Regions from separate parts of the Cyprinus carpio genome. Here region 1 is linked to region 2. Evidence: chromatin contacts called from public Hi-C data. All regions are on one chromosome and are shown on one strand. The core of a region is the stretch at or near the end of the contact, and the rest is flanking DNA. Distances in the headings are between cores, read along the strand shown.

The links. A called contact is a pair of places that touch in the nucleus more often than the background predicts.
Region 1: a contact with region 2 is called in a Hi-C map of skeletal muscle, with 2.1 times the contacts expected there. The contact joins the promoter of LOC109094963 here to the enhancer-like site in region 2. A contact is called at or near these places in 2 of 8 Hi-C or Micro-C datasets (both in skeletal muscle).

What each region holds. Positions count from the first base shown.
Region 1 is chrA8:8,865,200-8,868,485 of ASM1834038v1, forward strand. LOC109094963 (ski oncogene-like) reads right to left here and starts at 1,532. Exons shown (of 7, transcript XM_042761959.1): 1 at 188-1,532. The coding sequence starts at 1,099.
Region 2 is chrA8:8,826,689-8,830,296 of ASM1834038v1, forward strand. All of the region lies in intron 1 of LOC109094963 (ski oncogene-like), which reads right to left. Among protein-coding and RNA genes, the nearest start is that of LOC109094963, 38 kb to the right of the region's middle. Within about 2 kb of position 1,898, at least 1 of the 8 cell types and tissues checked has an H3K27ac peak or open chromatin away from gene starts, as enhancers often do. A contact at or near this core is called in skeletal muscle, where this site is marked.

The DNA.
Region 1 (3,286 bases), core at 282-2,781, 38 kb after region 2:
AATGAAATTGAAAAAAACATGGTTATTGGCAAGGTTATTGGCTATACTAGGCAGCAACTAGTAACACAGAAACTAGTTAGTTTAAAAAGAATAAACGGCTTGTTATGGACATCTGACACTTGCCGTACACTAGAACAAAACTTAAACCGTTCATCCTGGTGCAGCGCAATATAAAAAACTAGCTCACCCGTGATGCTTTCCGCTTGTATTTATTGGCGAAGTCAAATTTCTCCTTCATGTCATCCAGGAGCTGCTCCAGACGCGCTTTCTCCTCTTTCCCCGTGTAATCCGGGCTCAGGAGGACATATGCCCTCCAGTTGGCCGAGTCAAAGCCCCAATGGCAAGTCCTGTTCTCCAGCGATTTGTGACTGTGAACCACGAATTTCTGGGTCGGGTACATAAGTCTGCAGTCCATGCACTGGATGCAGGGCGCGTTGGGACTCGTGTAGAGCTCCGGGACCAGCAGACCCTTACACTTCCCGAAGCACTCGTGATAGATCTTGAAGCTCTTCTCGGTGAGTTCCAGCTCGATGGAGCCGTACAGCTCCTTCTTGGAGTGCGGCGGGTACGTTCCCCCGTAGATGAGCGCGTTGCACAGGCGCTCCGCGTCTGTCTTGGTGATGAGTCCGCAGGAGGGCGCGGAGAACGGCAGGATGCCCATCACCTTCAGGATCTCCAGCTGGTCGGCGGTGCAGCGCGAGCAGTAGATGTGTAGGTCGTCGCACACCGAGTTGATCTGCTGGAGCGAGAAATCCCGCAGCACCGTGTTAAGGATCTGCGGCAGGCACAGGCGCTTCTCACCGCCCACCACGAAGCACGAGATCGTCTCGCCCTCCAGGACCGTCTCGCACCTCTCGGTGGAGCGGTCGGACGGGATGAAGAGCGGCCCGGGCATCACCGGAGGAGGCTGCATGGGGGGGAGGTGCAGCACAGGCTCCGGGACGTCTTTGCCGTCCTTCTTGAAGAGCAGGTCGTGTTGCCATCTGGCCGAGAAAGCGGCCGGTCCTCCGAGAGAGCTCATGGAGCTCAGGTGAAACTGTTTGAGAGTTTGTTGCAGTCCCGGGTGAGGCTGGAAACTCTGTCGCGCTACTGTTTCCATGTTTCGAGCACCGCGTTGTCGTTGAAACCGAGCGTCTGGCGAGAAATACGACTCAAAGGTCCTGGTTCCGCGTCTCTAAATCCAAGTCTGTGAAAACAAGTACAAGAAGGCCGATAGGGCTTCATCAAATCCCCACTCAGACGAAGGTTTCCACCAGCGTGTCTTCTTCCCCTGCAGCGGGCTCTCTCCAGTCCATATCCACAGACAGACGCGTACAGAAAACTGAAGTGTAACAAAAGCAAAAGCCCGCAAGATGCAACAAAACTATCCCACGGGGGAGCCGAACTTGTCCCACGTCAAATTCAGGAGTCAAATACACAACCAGCCAACTTTAAATCCGTATTTTCCCCTGCGAGTAGAGATCGCTGCAGCCGGACGGCGCGTCTCCTCCGCTCCTCTGCCCCTGCAGTTCAGTATGACTGAGTCAGTGAGCACAGCCTCTCTCTCTCTCTCTCTCTCTCTCGCTCTCGCTCGCTCAGTGTTTGTGTGTGTCTGGCTCAGTCATTGAATCCCAGCCAAGAATGTGACTGACTCCGCAGGCTGTGGCTCTTCCAAGAAACAGCCTTCACTCCCCACTGCTGCAGAAACAATCACTGTATTTAAAATATCACTATTTATATTTACTTGATTTTTTTTTTTACTTTTTGTTTATTAATGTCTTATTTGCAAACTTTACTCCATTCATAAAAAGTTATCACATTATTCTATTTAATTTATTAACTGATTTATAAAATTTTATTTATTTAAATGACAGCTTTACAGGCATGAATGCCATCATTTACAATACTGTCTTAAAATGTTAAAAAAGACAACACAAAAAATAAATAGGCAAGGTAATAATATTGAATAATACATAGTATGTATGTATATATATATATATATATATATATATATATATATATATATATATATATATATATATATGCAATTAAGCTTAAAAAGTAAAACTGTACATTTGTGCAGTGAACATTTTAAATGAAAGTCACAGGGGGAGGAAATAAGAGCATTTTGCAGGCAGGTTGTATGCAGGCAGGCAGAATCAGTGGGTTGATGGGTGGAGTCTGAAACAGACACTCTAATTTAGACTGACTGCGGTCTGAGTTTGTAAGATTTGGTTTTCCTGAGACTTTTAGATTGAACTGGGAGAATACTGCTACTACATGACTAATAAACACAAATATGTTGTTTCACAATATTTGTATGATATGACAAACTAACTGTAATGTTTTGTCACTAATATCAAACAACTGGGTCAAGCACATCAAGCAATAATAATATTACTCATCACATCATCATTCTCCTCAAAATTATCATGTTTTTATAGTAAATGGATGATAATTATATAAAACAATATTCAGTGCCACTATTACAACATCTTGGGTTTATTTCACACAGACATCCAAAAATATTTATCCACTCACTTTCTGTGAATAGTACTGTGACCTATATATTTACCTCTTATTTTAATGTATGTATATCTATGAATGTTATGTCTGTAGATGGTAATGGGCCATATTTTATTCACATTTCCTGTCACACTACAGTGCTGTACATATGCCAATGATTTATTAATAATTCTTTTTAGATTGAGTCCAACGGCAAGCATGAGGTCAATGTAATCTGTTGCAGTAGCTCCCTCTAGCTCCAAGGGGATGTTACTGCAGGTAGATCACAATGGGACAAATGGCCTTGATGCATTGCATCAATTCACCAAATTCAACCAATCAATTTGTAAAAAAAAAAAAAAAAAAAATATATATATATATATATATATATATATATATATATATATATATATTGGTGCTACAGAAAAAAATATTCTCACATGTCCTGCTATGAAAACAAGATTCAATAAAACTGTATAATGTGAATAAATGAAGCTTTATCTGCATTCACTTCAGATATTCAGATACACTGAAACGATTTTCACTGAGAAAGTATTAAAATTCACAATTAATTACAAAAACAGCACTGAAATAGTATTTTCTTGTAAAACATACTCCAATAATATATTATGTAAATGTTAAATGTTTTATTTACAACTTCAAAAGATAATTTTTTACACTATAGCTCTTGATTTTCTACAAAAGTCTATATGCGATCTGATCTTACATCTTCATGATAATGTAATGAGAGAAGGGAATTTCCTTTTAACAGTGCCTTAGATTCCCTCTTTCTAATTTTTTT
Region 2 (3,608 bases), core at 648-3,147:
TGTTACATTTGCATTTTAGCATGTAATGTGCACAGACAAATTGCTGGAAATGTATTTGTCACTATAATGTTAAAGAGGGCAGTTTTGTTAAAAAAGGTAACCTAGATTTAGGGATGTTATTTTAAAAACGCAGAACAAAGGCTCCTCGTTGATCTTAAGAAGATATTTTTCATACCTCTTATGCAGACTAAACTATCACACACACACAAACATGCACTAGACAAAACTTCCAAGCAAAGCCTAAAATTGGCTATGTTATCCCAGATGTGATCTTAATCCACTGACCAAAACATAAGGGTCCAGATGAGAGCGATTCTCCAATGCATCCGAGCAAACAAAATCTTGCCAGCTCTACCGTGCCACTGACATTCCTATAGGAATGGCCAACACAGCGCCAAGCAAAGAGCATGTATCCTGTGTGCTCCAGCAGGGCAGTAAAAGGGAGTGCCAGCCTCATAAATGTGTGTGAGCATGTCTGATTTGTGTGTGTGTGTTTGTTTGTGTGCACCTGCTTCTAAAGGTGGGCATGACCGTGTTGGCATTGCTCAAGTCCTAAGCAGGGCCGCTGCATACGTGAGCACACCTGAACCCTGAGACGATAATCTGATAGCGGACGTGCACGTACAGACACGAAGCTGGAAATTCCTTTCCCTCATTCACAACCCAGAGCAGAAAAAACAGACAGGCCTTTCTTTCTCAGTCTCTCTCTGAAGTAGCGAGGTGTGTCCAACTGTACATCTGCGTGTCTGCGTATTTGTTTAATGTAAATCTGCCTTTCGAAAGTCTTCAGTGAGGCAGAACGAAAGCTTAGACTGTGACTGAGAAAGAAAAAAGACACCCTTACTAAATCACTAATCCGCAGCCACCCTGCATAAAAAAATATAAAATAATAATTGTATATTGATATTCATTGCTCTGAAAATGATTTTCACAAAACAAACACTTTCAGTCCTAAAAACCTATATGCAATTTGTAATTTTTTAATATAATTGTAATAAACTGTAATATTTACCTACATATGTTCTCTAACAGTTTAATACATGAGAAAATACCATGCACTATTTCTCAAAGTTCCAAAATTATTAACTAAAATGGATGATTTGAATTGATTCATTTCAGTGATTCGTATTCCCTGACTCACTGCTGTAATCTGAGTTACGAATCAATTCACTAAACAATTTGAATTGATTTATGGAAACGAATCCATTCAAACTGTCTTTTTTAATGGATTGATTCAGAACTCAGATTCAACAATTAATTTGCACCACCACTAAAATGTTCCCCGGAGTCCCTAAAATCAGAGACACTATTAAAACATCTATTTCCAACCCTTTTGAACTCAACTGTTATTCGAACAGTTTTTAAGAATGCGTAATAAATATGCATTAAAATATCCAAAATACTGCTTGATTTTAGATTGCAAGGGAACCGTATATAGCATGAATATTTGACATATCACAAAGCTCTTCCATCGAAACATGTACCCAAATCTTCACATCCACCTTCCCAGATCCCCCTTAAATTAAAAAACCTATACTAAACCTAATTTCCTACTCTAGGAGACGAGTGACTCACTCTCTCTCTCTCTCTCTCTCTCTCTCTCTCTCCTCTCTCTCTCTCTCTCCTCTCTCTCTCTCTCTCTCTCTCTCTCTCTCTCTCTCTCTCTCTCTCTCTCTCTCTCTCTCTCTCTCTCTCTCTCTCTCTCTCTCACACACACACACACACACACACAGATACTAAAACACACAGTAATTATGAAAGTGCCTTGGGTTCTAGAGCCTTGCTCTCTTTAAAAGTTGACCTTTGCCTCAGTTCAATCTGTCGAATAAAACTCAAAGCATCAATCATCCCTCTCAGAGCTTTATCTCTTCTTTTCTCTCTCTTTCTCCCTCTGCTAATGGTTCTCATCCCTCATTCATGAAGACAGACAGGAGCGAGTTGTAACTCAGCTTATAAAAGAGACAGATAGTGTGTCATAAGCAGAGCATATGCATCATAAGAGAGGAGCAGAAGAGAAGAGGAGAGGAGGAATAGAAGCTTTCCTATCCTTTTATCTTGTTTCATTATCATTTTATATTAGAATATTTTGGGGGCGTCATGAAAAAAAGAATCTGCGCGAGACCATGCGTCTGTACATTATTCAACATTCAGTACTGCGAGATACGCTGTCCGTCTCCACACCCTAGAAATTCTTGGATAGGCTTTCGTCTTTTTTTCCGACTTGCGTTTTCTTTCGCTCCCCTTCTCTCTCGGTTTCCTTCTTGTACTCTTCAGTGTCTGGCAGAGTAAATGTTTTTCTCCATGGAAACCGACATAACAGTCTGCCTAAGCCAAACTCCAGCTCTACAAACAGAACCAAATCAAATCTATCATCCAGTCCTGTTATTCCGTGCACTCTCTCTCTCTCTCTCTCTCTCCCCCCACTCTCTGTTTTTCACTCTCGTTCAGCTCAGCCAGCTCTGAAGGATGCAGTTCCGAACACAGACGTCATTCCCAAACTCCTGGGGATCGTTAATATTTGTATGATGAGGTTGCGGATGAAATGAGAGCGTGCGCGAGAAATATAAGGGATATAAAAGATTAAATCATTTACGCCACGCGAGGGTGTAAATTCAGTTCGAACAGTGCAGTTAACCTTCCTGAATGCTAACACAATTTTAAGCATGCATTCAACCAGAAAACTGGCCTTTCTGTTTCAAACCCACATTAATGACAAAAAAACCTCCAAAATGGATATTTGTCTTGGTTACATAAGCGTTTAGCCCATAGATGGAAAAGATGACGGATGTCAAGAGGCGCTACGTTTCCAAAGGCTTTCCCAGAGAAACACATTGTTCTTTCTGGATTTGACAGATGCATTTTGAAGTTTTGCCTATATGCATAAGTCTGCATGCAGTCAAGGTAGAGTCAATTTATCCATCCTTAACAGAATGTGTCGACTAGTGTTTGTGGCCAAGTTAAATCCATAGACAAGGTGAAAGGTCACACACCGTTAAGACGCTTAAAAATACCAATACAGCCAATTGACTCACACTGGCTTCATATTAACTTCCGCATGCTAAGAGCTTTGCAAGCGTGTGTGTGAGATTTCTAACCGTCCTATTACTGATCCAAGTCTATAGCTACATTACAAAACAAGATTTTGTAAATGGTGTTACTTTTCCTGCCACAAATCATGCTCCGTGCCATCTAGTTTTGTCTGTGGTGATGTTACGCGTTTATAGATACAGAAGAGAGAGGAACATATTTAGTTCATTTCCTAATTCTTTTCCATTTCTTTCTTTCAACAGGAAATGTATGGAAATGATAGACAAGGCATTATCATTAATGTAGCCACTCGTTCTGATTCAGAAGTGCTTCTCAAAGCATCACAATCACAACTTTTCAATGACAGAAAGGCTTACTGCAATATAAAATGACATTCACAATCATGCATAAGGAAAGCATTTAGGCGCGGGGGGGGGGGGGGGGGGGGATGGGGTGATAGAAGCTTCGCATAATTTTCCACATTGACTCAAGAGTGTGTTCCTTGGCTTGGCTGCTGAGGCTTCCGCTTTTATATTTCCCCAGTCAGCATGTGATGCAGTTTGTGCTCAGTAAAATCCTGA